Linked DNA regions of Anas platyrhynchos: region 1 is linked to region 2. Evidence: chromatin contacts called from public Hi-C data. All regions are on one chromosome and are shown on one strand. Each heading gives the region's core, a stretch centred on a gene start, on an enhancer-like site or on the middle of the called end of the contact. The rest is flanking DNA. Distances are from core to core; before and after follow the strand shown. Region 1 overlaps CFDP1 (craniofacial development protein 1). Region 2 holds the start of BCAR1 (BCAR1 scaffold protein, Cas family member).

What was found. A called contact is a pair of places that touch in the nucleus more often than the background predicts.
Region 1: a Hi-C map of F5 follicle shows a contact between it and region 2, with 2.3 times the contacts expected there. The contact joins the enhancer-like site here to the promoter of BCAR1 in region 2. A contact is called at or near these places in 5 of 8 Hi-C or Micro-C datasets (F5 follicle, skeletal muscle, small yellow follicle and 1 more).

The regions. Positions count from the first base shown.
Region 1 is chr12:13,050,802-13,057,246 of IASCAAS_PekinDuck_T2T, forward strand. All of the region lies in intron 5 of CFDP1 (craniofacial development protein 1), which reads right to left. Among named protein-coding and RNA genes, the nearest start is that of CFDP1, 23 kb to the right of the region's middle. Within about 2 kb of position 4,985, at least 7 of the 8 cell types and tissues checked have an H3K27ac peak or open chromatin away from gene starts, as enhancers often do. A contact at or near this core is called in F5 follicle and subcutaneous adipose tissue, where this site is marked.
Region 2 is chr12:13,018,999-13,025,958 of IASCAAS_PekinDuck_T2T, forward strand. BCAR1 (BCAR1 scaffold protein, Cas family member) reads right to left here and starts at 3,077. Exons shown (of 7, transcript XM_072043902.1): 1 at 2,862-3,077; 2 at 1,193-1,900; 3 at 12-161. The coding sequence starts at 2,873.

The sequences.
Region 1 (6,445 bases), core at 3,735-6,234, 34 kb after region 2:
TTTCTCATTGCTCCTCAACACAGATCAGCAGAAGGAGCCAGGGTGGGCTCGTAAAGGCGCCGTGGTCCCGTGCACGCTGTCCAAAGCTGCTTCAGGCTAAAGGAGTCTGCGATGGTTTAGTCTGCCAGCGTGGATGGGACTGGACCGCGCTCAAAGCCCTCCTCTTGTTCCAGGCAGGGAGCTGCCTCCAAATAACCTTCTTGAATGACTTGGGACCCTGCACTTGTACTGGCTAAGAAATAAACGAGCTGATTCAGGCCCCATCCCGACACAGGGGTTAGGATGGAGCCCACCAAGTCCCCAGCTCCTGAGCTCCTGGGGCTTCCAGCGGCATGAGGGGCTCGGATCTTCCTCCTCTCCTTACAGCACAGACAATAAAAACCCTTCCCAACATGCAGATTTCCCTGTGTACTCCACGTAGCTGTAACCTACGGCACCCTCAAACCTTGGTGTCTGCCTGGGAATCCGACTGCTGGAAGCTGACCAGGCTCACGCTGCCAGGGCTGAGCCCCTGGGGCTTGCCCGCAGCACAGGAGGTGCAGAACGGGGAGGAAAAGCAGAGCAAGAGGGACTGGAGACAACTGCAGGCTTTGCTTTGGGAATCCTGCATGGAGCATTACTTGGGAGTTTCCAGGACCACCCCAGGATGCTTTGTTTGTAAGTTTGATGCAAAGACTTGAGGATTATAGCAGCAGTGGCTGATATCCAGCCCCTCCCCGGCGCATCCCGCAGCAGACAAAGCAGCAGCTCTGGCACAAAGACGAGCGCGTGCCGGGAATGTGCCAACTTCTGCCGGGGTTTGCAGCCCCGGGATGCCACCGCGCTCCAGGTTTTTCCCAGCCTGGGGCAGAGCCCACATGGATTTACGTTCTGGGTCCTGCCAGCATGATCTCACCGCCTCCTAAAGGAGGAGAACGGCCAGAAGAGGACATGGCCAAAGAGGACACTGGTGTATTTGCTTACGGGCATCATACTGGACATTCATTGCAGGTGACTTCAGCAGCCAAGGACCACGCAGCACGGACAGCTGGCACAACGCAGAGCAGGAAGGAATGGAAGCTGACTGAGGGGTCCCTGCTCCCCGGGACACAACGACAAGCACAAAATGAAGGCAGGGTAGTTCTTGTGATGGCAGTGCTGGTTGCTTCCCACCCAGCTCCCCTACTGCTGAAGGAAGGAGACAGGAGGGCTTTTCTTCCCAGGAGGTATTCGTAACAAAGAAAGTTGAAGAGAGTCAGCATCCCTCTGACGCAGAGCTGATGGTAAATTAATATTTACCATCATGTGTTACTCCTGAACGCTTTGGAAAAAAGCTACTAGGAAAACTACTCACTGTCTACGTGCAGATCCCCTACTTCTTAACAGTTCATACCTTGCCCTGCAGTCACAGCACTTCTGTTTGGTTGTAAGAGCTCCTGCTAAAACACAACGGTCACAAAACCCTACAGCAAGGAAGGAGACAGCTATCACGTAGAGTCTCCACAGCCAGCCCGAAGCACACGACCTGTCTCGCACTGATCCCTTTGCAGAGGCCATGTAATTCTCTGCAAGTTGTTTTGTTTCCAAAACAAAGGCTACACGCTCTCCTTTGACTTGGGAAAGTAGAAAAAAAAAAAATCCCCCACAACGCAAACAGCCAAACAGTGCTGGCGAGGCTCTCCAGCGCGCGCGTGTGAGCGGGGAGGAAGCGGAGAGCCAGCAGAGAGCCAGTCCAGCTTTCCAAAGGGTTATTGCAAACAGCAGGGAGGGAGAAGGGATTTTACACATTAGGAAAAACACCACAATGGTGCCGAGCTTAAAGCGAACGCTGCACAAGAGGCCCTGAACTGTTCAGCACTTCTCTAATGCAAAATGTGTGTTACAGGGCAGGATGGAGGCCCTGGCAGCGGGGTGGATGCTGCAGGAGTTGTTGTGGCCCGGCACAGAGCAGCGTGCCAGGTGCTGCACAAAGGAGCTTCCACCTCTGGGAATTCACACGTGTATTGGCACGGCAGCACTTTAAATGTCACAAATCCGGGGGCAAAATACACAAAAAAACCTCCTGAACCCTCCTTGGATTTAAGTGAGGGACAGGACTAAGAGCCTAAACACCTCCGTGGGTTCTGGCCTAAGCGACTTGCCGTGCGTCATCCAGAGGGCATGGCCAAGCCAAGGACGTCCCCGCGTACCCGTCCCGGGGGAGTCAGGGCTATCGTGCACACCAGCTGCTTCGCCAGGCTTCCTGCGAGGAGCAATCTGCAGGTCACAGCTGAAGAGGCAGGCACGCTGCGTAGCAGCCGTCCTGGAAGGAAACGGCATGGCCACACCAGAAAAAAAAAAAAAAAAAAAGACTCTTTCGGTGCTCTCCCAAGAAAGTTTAATAAATCTCAGCTTGCATTCGCTTACGCCTCTGCTTTTCCACAACGCTTCGCCGTGCTGGCCGCGGCAGCTCCTGGGGAGCCAGGAGGGTTTGCCTGCCTCCAGCAGCAGGAAGGGGGCAGGGGGAGACGAAGCCTTGAGCTGAATTCCCACCGGCTTTAGGACAGCCACGAGCTGCAATCAGCCAGCCCCTGCTGCGGGTTGGCTTTAACCCCCTCCCTGCTGCTGAGCAGGAAGCCCACCCACCTCCCCACGGCACGCACAGGGGTGACGCACACCGTGGGCTTACTCAGCCACAAGGCACAACAGGCAGCACCTGAACACCAGCCATTTGCTTTCTCCCTGGGTTTTCCAGCCGTCAGGAAGGTGGAAATTTCTCCTACGCTTGCATTCAGGGTTGTTCCAACCCGGCATGCTGCTCTTGAGCCTCCCTGCAGCTTAAAGAAAAAAAAATAATCGTGCTACAGCCCAACACTGCACATGCCCAGGACTTGTTACTTCAAGAAATACCATCATTGTTCTCAGCCCGGGCGGGTTGGCGATGAACAGACGTCTGCATTGTCCACCGGCTGCCTGGGGGCTTACAGCAACAGCACTGGAGTGCAGCTCCCAAAAGGGCATCAAAGCTGCTGCCTGGAGCAGGTCAAAGAACCCTTTATCTACCTTTGCTGATAACCGGTGGGAGACGCTACAAAAAGACCAAAAAGAGAGGGCATAAAATGAGTATTTCTTGGAGATTCCTAGAAAAATGAGTGGTCTCCAGCAGGCATTAAATAAATCAGGTTCCTCAGCTCTCTGCCTTGGGGAGAACCAGCGCCCTTGGGCACCTGGAGAGAGCACAGCCCTGTAATCGACCCAGACAGGGGGTCCCTCAGTGCCCCCAGGACTGTGCTCGCTCCGCAGAGCGCAGTGCCGAGGGCTCTGGGGCAAAGCCAACCGGGCAGCAGCCCAACACACCGGGAAGGCTTTGAAACTCCGCAGATAGGGAAATGAAGCACTCCACGGCTTGGCAGAGCGGATTAGAGCACTCCGGAGAGCCCCAGACAGCCTGCAGCTTGTTCAAGGTGCCCTTTCTGCTCAGCCCGTGCACCAGATCCTCGAGGCTCTGGGCTGCAAGACAGGAATGAGGGGAGTGAAAATCTGGGAGCTTCCTCATCTCCACACCAGGACAGCAAGAGCTGAAGTGCAAGCCAGCCCCCAAACCAGAACCCGGAGGAGGAACCCCCCGGCTGGCACGGCCACGCTCGCTCAGGGACCACTCTGGAAACAAACAGAGGAACAGTTGCAGGGAGTGCTGCCAACCGGAGGGGTTATCGCTCCCTTCGAGAGCTCACATTCGCACCAACACCTCCTTTAAGGCCCAGAGCCAGCATTTTGAGTCGGTAACTTTCCCATTTAATCCTAATTGCTCGACTTCACGTCTTGATCCCCAGCGAGCCAGCCTGGGCTTGCCTGTTTTCTAAGCCTAGCCCTGCACGAGGCTGACAACCCAGCAGCAGATCAAAGTTTTGGCTAACAAACCCACTGGAAAATATTGCTCTGCTGATTTTTCCATGAATGGAGCCACCAGTATGGGATTTTCCATGAATGAAGCCACCAGCAGCACTGCCCAAAAGCAGGGTGCTCCCCTCCACCGACCGTCCCTCCAGCCCCACTTCGCTGGCTCCTTTTTAATGAAGAACGGCTCAGCTGCACTTTTTTTTTTTGTTGACATGGGAAAAAGCGAGGAAAGGGAGTGTGGGAAAGCAAGCTGATGTAACCAACACAAGCATCTGCTACGGGGGAGACGCCGGAGGGACGTGGTGCAGCTCGGTTAATGCGCAAGGAGGCACGATAAAAGCAAAAGAAGGCAGGAGTGGAAACAATCTGCTTGGTAGGCTCCCCCCCAAGCCATGGCACAGCTGGGAACAGGATCCACCTCCAATCCCAAGCTTTAACCTTAAAAAAAAGGCTTCCCCTCTCACCTCATTGCAGCCAGACCGCGGCTAACAGGGGAAGGTGTGGGGGCTTCCCTCCATAACCTTGCGAGGGGCCTGGAATACAAATACAGCTGGCTTCGTTCCCCATTAGCAGTTAATTTCCTCAATCATTTTCACAGAGGGAGAAGGAGAAAACGCTCGCGATCTAAGAGATGAAAGCAAATGAAAATAAGCCTCATAAAAACCTGCGCTGCCCTAAGGGAAAACGGCCCCACGACTTTCATTGGGGAAACTATCAAAGGCCCCGCTCTGGTGGGGGGTTGTTTGTATTTTATAAGACAGATGCTTTAGGGAGTCTAAGTCCTCAAATAGCTGACATTCCTTTCTGCTGAACCTCCAGCAAGGCTGGAAAAAAAGAAACAGCTGATCCCAGTTAGTCCAGCCCGGGGATTCAGCTCAGCCACATCAAGACTGAGGACTGAAGCACAGCATGGAGCCGTACGGGCACCACTGGACTTTTTTCCAACACGATGCCATCACCCCGAGCAAAACCATCCGCACACGTGCTGGCATATCAAGGCTGCAGGACAGCAGGGGCTGGAGCTAGAAATCTCATTCATTTCTGCTGCAAACCAGAGGCCAGGGCAGACGGCGTTGACTCATTCTGCCTGAGAACGAGCACAGACTGCTCCTGGGAAACTATTTGCGAGGAGGATGTGTAGTGCACGTTTCGCTTTCGGTCTGGGACATTGGGTACGGGACTGGCTCCACGAGATCCCAGAGGGTGAGGGCGTTTGGCAATCCTAACGCACAGGCGTGTGGCAATCGGCGTGGGTTTGTGGAGGAGGAGGAGGAAGAAGAGGAGGACCCTTCTCTTCCACACCGACCCAGCCATCGTTTTCCAAATTTCCAAGCTTCCCTTTCCCTGCACACGCAAGCACCTTGCCACGCTGATCCCCATGGGGTAATTAATCCCAGTGCACCTTGCAAATAGGCCAAAGTACTCAAAAAAAAGCACACGGCCTCATTACTGCATTGATTCTGAGTGGATTTGCATGAACCAGTGGACAGACACTAACAAGGAATAATTAAATCAAACCAAAAAAAAAAAAAAGGATTTAAGACCTAAATAGAAATTGTTCACTTGGAGCAGCCACTGCCACATTTAATCTTTCACAACCAAAGTATATGAATAGGAAATAAGTGGAACTAGCTCTAGGGCACACGAATATTGCCCCTGGCTGGTTCATCCTGTTGTGCACAGAGAAATATGCTGTGTACTACTCACGTCCAGACGTTTGGCTGCAGTGCAAGGGGCTGGGACTTCTCGGTCTGAGAGAACAGCACTCTCTGGAGCACAGCACGGGAAGCGCAGGAGGAAGCTGACTGAAATCCCTACCAAGAACAGAGCCATTCAGCTGCTCCAGTGACTATTTAAAAAAATACAACACCTCCAGCTACCCAGAAGGTCGTGATTATTGGCTTTATTTGCATCCCCGTTCAGCCCCTACATGTAAAACGTGCAAGTTTTCGCTAAATAACCAGTTGGTGCTGAGCTGGAATTGGAATGCAAATTCCTGCTTTCTGAAGGAAAAAGGCCTCAGGGGCTGCTGTGAAATGAGGCTGCTCCCCGGAGGCACGAGTGCTGCAGCAATGGCTCAAGATCACCTGAGGTTCGGAGAACCTGAGGAGCCTGTGCCTGCCTCACCAGTGCCCGTTTCAGATCCCAGGGAACCAGTGTTAGACACAAAGGGACCCAGATAGCTCCAGCCAGGTCATGCAGAAGGAGAATCTTTTGCAAGAAAAGCTTCAGATGCAAAGCAGCCTCTAGAAGCAGCCAGGCTCGAGGGGAAGCGTAGCTTCCAAATTACATTAACGAGTCAGATGCTGCAAACAGGCTCAAGGTCCTCCAAGGACAGCACAAGGAGCTGACCCATCCGTCTCCTCCCACCAGGACTGCCACCACTTCTCCTCCCGCACACGAGCTGGGAGAGGAGCCACGCACAGATGTCTTCCTGCCAAAATCCCCCTGCTCCAACAGTAGCACGCCGCACAGTAAATGACTTCCAAGAGCAAAGCCCCGAAGCTTTGCACATCATTTAACGGCCAGCCTACGTGAGCTGCCCTGTTGGAGACTAGAAGAATAAAGCACTCACGGCGAAGAGGCT
Region 2 (6,960 bases), core at 1,827-4,326:
TCCTGGCTGACCTGGCTGGGGAGCCCGCCGCGGACGGGCGGCACGTCGTAGATCTCCTGGGAGCCCGAGGAGTGCAGGTGGCGGGGAAAATCGTATTCATCCTGCTCCCCCTTGGGCGAGTCGTAGACGTACACCTGCCCCACGCGGCTGGGCAGCAGGACCTAGGAGAGAGGGGAAAGAGCCGGGTTTGGAGCGTCCCCTTGCTCCGGCATCCCCCACCCTCCATCATCCCGAGCCCGTTTGGGTGCTGGGTGAGGAGCTCGGCAGAGCCCATCTGGGTGCCCACGGGAGGGCGCTCCCCGGCCAGGCGTGCCGCTGTCACCACCAGGCTGTGCGGTGACGCCGGGGGGACGGAGATGAGATCACCAGTTATTTATAGCAGCGAGCCTCGGCTAGAGACAAAGCCCAGCCGGCACGGCCGCGGTGTGCAAACGGCAACGGTGACCTGGAGATTAATTTGGGCACCGAGCCGCAGGCCGGGATCTGCCAACGCCCGGAGGGTTCGGTGCCCGCTGCGCCACCGTGTCACGGTGGCACCACGGCCTTCCTGGCACGGAGCGGCCGGGGGAGCTTTCAGGATGCCCCACGCCACGGGGTGAGAAGCCAGTGCCCTGTCCGTGAGTCACGGGGCTTGGCAGCCCCGCTACGCCGGCTGAGTCAGGGCTGCCTTCCTGGAAACCACACTGCGGCACGGCCGAAAGCGCCTCGCTGCCCTCCCCGGGACAAGGAGCGTCCTGGCACGGCGGCGAGGCACTGGCACCGGGTGCTGCGTGTTCCCAGGAGGGAGGACACATCTCGGCAGCACCGCAGGTACCGCGGGTACCTCCCTGCGCTGGACGCGGCACCAGGAGGGGCTTCGCCAAGCAGCGCTTTGGTCATCCCAACATCTCCGTGGACGTGCCCTAAATAATACCCACACCAAGGGGCCAGCAGGACCCGCGAGCCGTGCCAGGAACCCACAGCAACCAGGGCATCCCACCCCAGTGAGCACCCCCGGTTACCCACTCCTGTCACCGGCACAGGGAACGATGCCCACGCCTCCACAAGGTCCAGGAGATGGCACCGGGCAGATAAACCTGACCATGGAGCCCAGCAGCCCCGGTGCCCACCAGCCACCACAGAGCACAGTGCAAACAGACCCCAAACAACCCCCGACCCCCACCCGAGGCAGCATCCAGACCCCCAATCCTACCTTTCCCGAGGGCTTGTGCCCTTCCCAGCTCCTGCTGTCCAAAGACGGGGGCACCTGGTAGATGTCTTGAGCCTGGCCCACCGAGGGAGGGACCTGGTATATATCCTGGGGGGGGCTGGCAGAGCCCACGGGGTACGCGTCCGCCGCTTGGCTCAGGGACGGGGGCACCTGGTAAATCTCCTGCCCGGGGCTGGGGAAGGCGTGGGGCGGCGTCTGCTTCGGGTAGGCGGGCGGCTGCTTAGCCGGGGCCGGGGGAAACTGTCCGGTGGGCGCCGAGCCCGGGTAGAGGCCCTGCTGTCCCTTGCTAGGGACCGGCATCAGGTAGACATTGTCCCCTTGGGGCGCGTAGGCAGGGTGCATGGGGGTGTACTGCGAGGCGGGCGACAGCGGGACGTAGCCCCCTTGGTGGTGGTAAGGCAGGGGGGGCTGCGGCACCGGGGGCTGCGGCGCTGCCTGTCCTTGCCCCGTGCCGGCCGCTTGCTGCTGCTGCTGCTGCTGCTGCTGCTGCTGCTTCTTGTCGTACATGCCCACCAGGATCTTGAGGCGGTTCCCCGGCACGATGCCCTGGCGGCCGTGGAGGGAGCAGAGCCACCAGCCGTCCAGCCCCTGCGTGTTGCGCTCCAGCACCGTCATGATGTCGCCCTTGCGGAAGGAGAGCTCGTCCGGGGACTCGGCCACATTGTCGTACAGCGCCTTGGCCAGCACGTTCTGCAAGACAGCCCCGCGCCGGGGGGGTGAGGACGGCAGGTCGGGAGTCATCCCGGGATCCCAAAGCCTCCCTGGTTCCTCCACCGCCTCTTGGGTGCTTGGCACAGCGGGGACCGAACCCCGAGGCTCTCCCGCGTCCCCCCTCGTGCCGCTCGCCCTCCGCCAGCCGCCTCTTCCTCCCCACTCCAGTTCAACCCATCCTTCCCGGAGGTGGTGCTAGGAAGGGGCCGAACCCTTCTGCGTCCTGGTTTCGGGGACCTCCTCTGCCTTTCCCTCCCCTTCCCGCCGGGGAGGAAGTGCCAGGGCCGTGACTCAGCCAGGGCCGGAGAATTCCCCACCGGCTGCCGAGCGAGTGGAGGGCACGCGAGCACCGTGGCCCCCGGGGACGTGCACCCAGGGCTCGTCCCTCGTTGGGCCCCGGTGCCCGTGGTGCTGCCCGGCCCCATGGCAGATGTTGGGGTGCCATGAGCGTGGCGTGGGCGCACCTGCGGAGCTGGTGGCAGGGCTCGGGGGCTCCTTGCCGTGGCCTCCTTGGGGAAAAGCGAGGCTGAGGACAGAGCAGGGGGCTTCTTGGCCCCCGGCACGCGGCGTTGAGCCCGCTGAGGGCTACGGGAACCGGGTCCCGGGGTGTGGGGAGCCCCCGCAGCCAGCCCCGTGGCACCGCCGCCTGCCCGCGCCCCGTCCGAGGCTGTGCCCAAGAGCGAGGCCGCCCCAGCTCCTAGGACACCCCCTGGATGTGCCCCCGGGGGGGTCGAGCACCAGCTCCCCCCCCCCACCCCTTCCCCACATGGGCCCAGCACCCCCCTGGGGTGCCCCAAAATCCCCCCCCAGCACCCAAACCGAGCGACCGCGGGTAGGGCCGGGGGGGCTGCGCCGTGCCCCCACTCCCCCCCAGACCCCCCCCAGCGCCCCAAACCCGGCAGGGGCAGGGGGAGAGGGGCGGTGCTGCCCCCGCTCTCACCAGGTAGTTCATCTTCCCCGCTCCCCGCGGCGCTGCGGCGGCACAAAGCGGCGGGGCCGGGGCCGGCGGCGGGGCCCGAGCGCGGAGCAGCGGCGGCGGCGGCCGCCCGGAGCCGGGACCGGGGCCGGGGCCGGGGCCGGGGCCGAAGCCGAGGCCGAGGCCGGGGCCGGGGCCGGGGCCTGCGTGCGGAGGGCGGGCGGGCGGCGCTGCGGCGGTGGTGGCGGCGGCGGCCCCGCCGGAGGGATCATTCCAGCGCCCTGCCAGCAGCGGCCCCGCCGGCCCCGCTCCGCCCATGGGCTGCGCCCGCACCGGCGGGAGGCGGCGCCCGGGCGGGAGCGAGCGGGGGAGCGGAGGCGGAGGGGGACCGGGAACGGGGTCCTCGCTTGGGGTTTGGGGCTCCCCCGGTGGGGTTTGGGTGCCCTCCTTGGGTTTTGGGCGCCCCCGTTTGCGCTTGGGCTCCCCGTTGAGTTTTGGACGCCCCCCTTGGGTTTTGGACACCTCAATAGGGTTTTGGAATCCCCCATTGGGTTTTGGATGCCCCCATTGCGTTTGGGCTCCCCGTTGGGTTTTGGACGCCCCCATAGGGTTTTGGGCTCCCTGTTGGTTTTTGGACGCCCCCATAGGGTTTGGGGCTCCCCCGTTGGGTTTTGGGTGCCCTCCTTGGGTTTTGGACACCCCCATTGCGTTTGGGCTCCCCGTTGGGTTTTGGATGCCCCCATAGGGTTTTGGGCTCCCCGTTGAGTTTCGGATGCCCCCCTTGGGTTTTGGACACCCCCATAGGGCTTTGGGCTCCCCCTTCATTTTTGGACATCCCTGTTGGGTTTTGGACTCCTCCATTGCGTTTGGGCTCCCCGTTGAGCTTTGGACACCCCCATAGGGTTTGGGGCTCCCCATTGGGTTTTGGACGCCCCAATAGGGTTTTGGGCTCCCCCGTTGGGTTTGGGCTTTGGGGTCAGGCTGCGAGGGGCCAGCTCGAGGCGCATGGAGCGTGTGCCAGCTGCTGTTGGCTTCTCCCACCCGTGTCCCATCCCGATGCCACCCCAGCTGGAGGCTTGGGCACGATAACCCCGCTGGAGGCAGTGGCGGGGGCTGCGGTCGAGCCCGCAGACCACAGCCGGAGGTCGGCGGCTTCCTCCCAGCGGGGCCGGGAGCTCGCAGCGCTCGGCGTCCCCAGGCAGCGGCTCCCCGAAGCTGAGCCTGCCTGCGGAAGGCACCGAGGGGTGGTGAGCGCCCTGCCCTGCCGGGATGCTCGGTGTCACCCTCGGGGACACGCTGCCCGGCCCATGGTGGCCCCATCCCAGCCAGTGCCCGGAGCAGGATGCTCGCGGCGCAGCACGGGCGCTTAAAAGCAAGCAGGAATTTTTAATTTCCCCTCCCTGTGGCAACGCTCTGATCAAAGCGGCCCCGTGCCGGTATTTGATCCCGGCCATTTTTGCTGCTTCGGAGCCAAAATCGCTGCTTGCATCTGAGGAGCGCCCCGAGCTGGCAAAGGCTCCTGCAAGCCCCGTGCCTCCACTGGGGAAGCACCCGGGGGGCCACAGGCACGGGCAGGTTCCCTTCTGCTTCTCCCACCTCAAAGAAAATGAAATGCTGAAAGGAAAGTTGAAAAATGCGGAGTTCTGGGGGCCCTGGGGTTGCGCAGAGCTGCCGCAGCTCATCCCGCGCTGCCGGCGGTGGGTTTTGGCAAGGGGCAGAGCTGCACCAGCACCGTGCCTGGCCGGGGGGGGGTATTTAACCTCCCCCCACCCCGCTCAGCACCCCAAATCCGTGTCCTGCAGCTGGGGGACGTCGGCCCCAAACGGAGCGACCGGGGGCACATGGCTTTGGTGCAGCCCACCCCAGCAGGCACCTGAACACAGGGCTGGGCATTTCGGGAGGGGGGATGCTGCGTTGCCCCAGTGACAGTTGCTATGGAAAAAGCTCAGCGGTGAAATTTCCAACATTTTCGTGTGGCCGTCGTCATTTCTGGGAGTCCCCCGCATCCGGAGGGGCAGGCACAGTGGCTCCACTCAGAGCAAGCTGCTGCGGTGCCCACAGGGTTTTCCTGCTTTTCCCTCTGGGTCCTGGCTTGGGAAGGTGTTGGAAGACCCCAAATCTTGGTGTCACCTGCATGGGGCCAAGAAGAGCAGGGCCAGGCCAGGGGGGTGTTTTGGAGAGCTCAGCCTTTACCCAAGCCGGGGCACGGCTCCAGGGGACCAGGACATTGGGGAAGGGTGGCACTGGGACGCTCGTGGGGCTCGTGGAGCCGTCCCCAGCGGGACCAGAGGCATTTGGTCGCCTGCACGCGGCTCCGTCCTTCGGAAAGCTGCCTCCTGGAGCAGCAATAGGATTACACGGGACTGAGTCTCCTAGCAATGAACGGATAAATAAATCCTATAAGGCAGTAGGGGATTTATTAGACTTCAATATTCGGGAAATAATGAGGGCATTTCTCTTGGCTTGTAATATCACGGGACCCAACAGGATCACAACAAGGCTTTATCCCCGTGCCTTTCCGTGGCGTCGGGCAGGTTTTCAGCCGCGGGGACGAGAGGCAGAGCCCTTTTCATGAGGTTAAACCCAGCCCTGCTCCTTCCCAACAGGGCTGAGACCCCAGGATGGTGTTGGGGACCAAAACGGCAGAGCTGGCAGCTTTTCCCTGGGGGGGGAGAAAAGCCATTTTCCTATTCCTCTGCAGCCCGCGGTGGCGATGCGGAGCCGGGATGGACCCCGTAACAGAGCGCTGGGGCAGGCGCACACAATCGCTGCCTTGTTCGGGGCCGAGAGCACAAGGGGCCCGTTCAGGCGGCCGGGGCCGGGAGCTGGGCAGCGCTGGTTGCCCCCCGTGCCGAAACGCAGGGCCCGGCCCACGGAGGATGCAGCGGCCGCACGGAAATTCAGCAGGAGCGTGGGCTGGGGGGCTCCGGGCTCCGCTCAGGGCCGTGCACCGGGGCCGGCCCCTTTGTGGGAAGGCCGGTGATGGAAATAGCGAGCGGAGTGGTTTTGTGTTGGCTTTTTGTTGTTTTTTTTTTCTTCTCTTCCTAAGCAGCCGAGCTGTGTTTTCTGGAGCCCTGTAAATCACTCCTCGTCTTCAGGAAAGAGAGGCGAGGAATACATGACCCAAGCGAGGAAAAACGCAGGACGCTCGGGAGCGCTGGCGGAGGAAGCCAGAAATGAGCCCTGGGCTGGAGCTGCCCCCTCCAAACTGTCCCCAGGGAGCAGAGGGGCTGGGACAGCCGGCACCTGGGCAGGGACAGCGTGGGGACAGCTCGGGGACAGCTCGGGGACAGCTCGGGGACAGCTCAGGGACGGGCCACGGAGGCAGCGGCACGCGGAGACCCAGCCCGGCACAGCGGGGAGCCGTCAGCCCGCTGGCTTCCAGCAGGTCAGGTTGCTTCCAAGATCTCAAAAACATCCACGTTCGCTCAGCCGAAGAGAAACGAGCAGAGAGAACGGGAGCGTTATGGGGCTGGCAGGAACCGGGGAGCCCCGGGGTTCCCAAATCACCAGCGTGCCAATGGGGGGGACTGGTGTCAGCCCCATCGGTGCCGGGGAGCCTGCAGGGAGCTGTCTGGGGGCAGGCGGTGGGATGGGGAGGATTTCTGCTCAACCTGGGAGCTTACACACCTGCCTGCCATGGGACCGGGCTGGGCTAGGTGCCTCTGGTCTTCTTTAGGTGCTCCAAAATCCCCCTGCTCCATTCCCATGCAATATCCCCTGCGGCCATAAAGCTCGCTGGCACAAGGGCCAGCTCCTGCCCGGCTGGCCGTGCTGCAGGGAGGCTGCTCCGGGCCCCCAAAATGCTCACAGCCATGGAGGCTTCCGCTCCTGGGACACAAATTGTCCTGCAGCACCATCAGGGGGGGATCCCCACGGGGATTTGGGGCACCCTGAGCGTGTCCCAGTCTCACCGACCCCTCGCAAAGCTCCCTCCTGCTGTTACCATGACCAGTTTGGGAGCGTCGGCGAGATGCGAGCGTTTCCCAGCCCCTTTGTTTTGTTTTTCTCAAATCTCGGGCTCAGTGCAAGCAGCTCGGTAACAGCTCACCCTGCGCGTAACACGGCGCCAAGGGCTGCGGCTCCCCCGGGCACGTGGTGTTTTGTTCCCGTCCATCCCTCC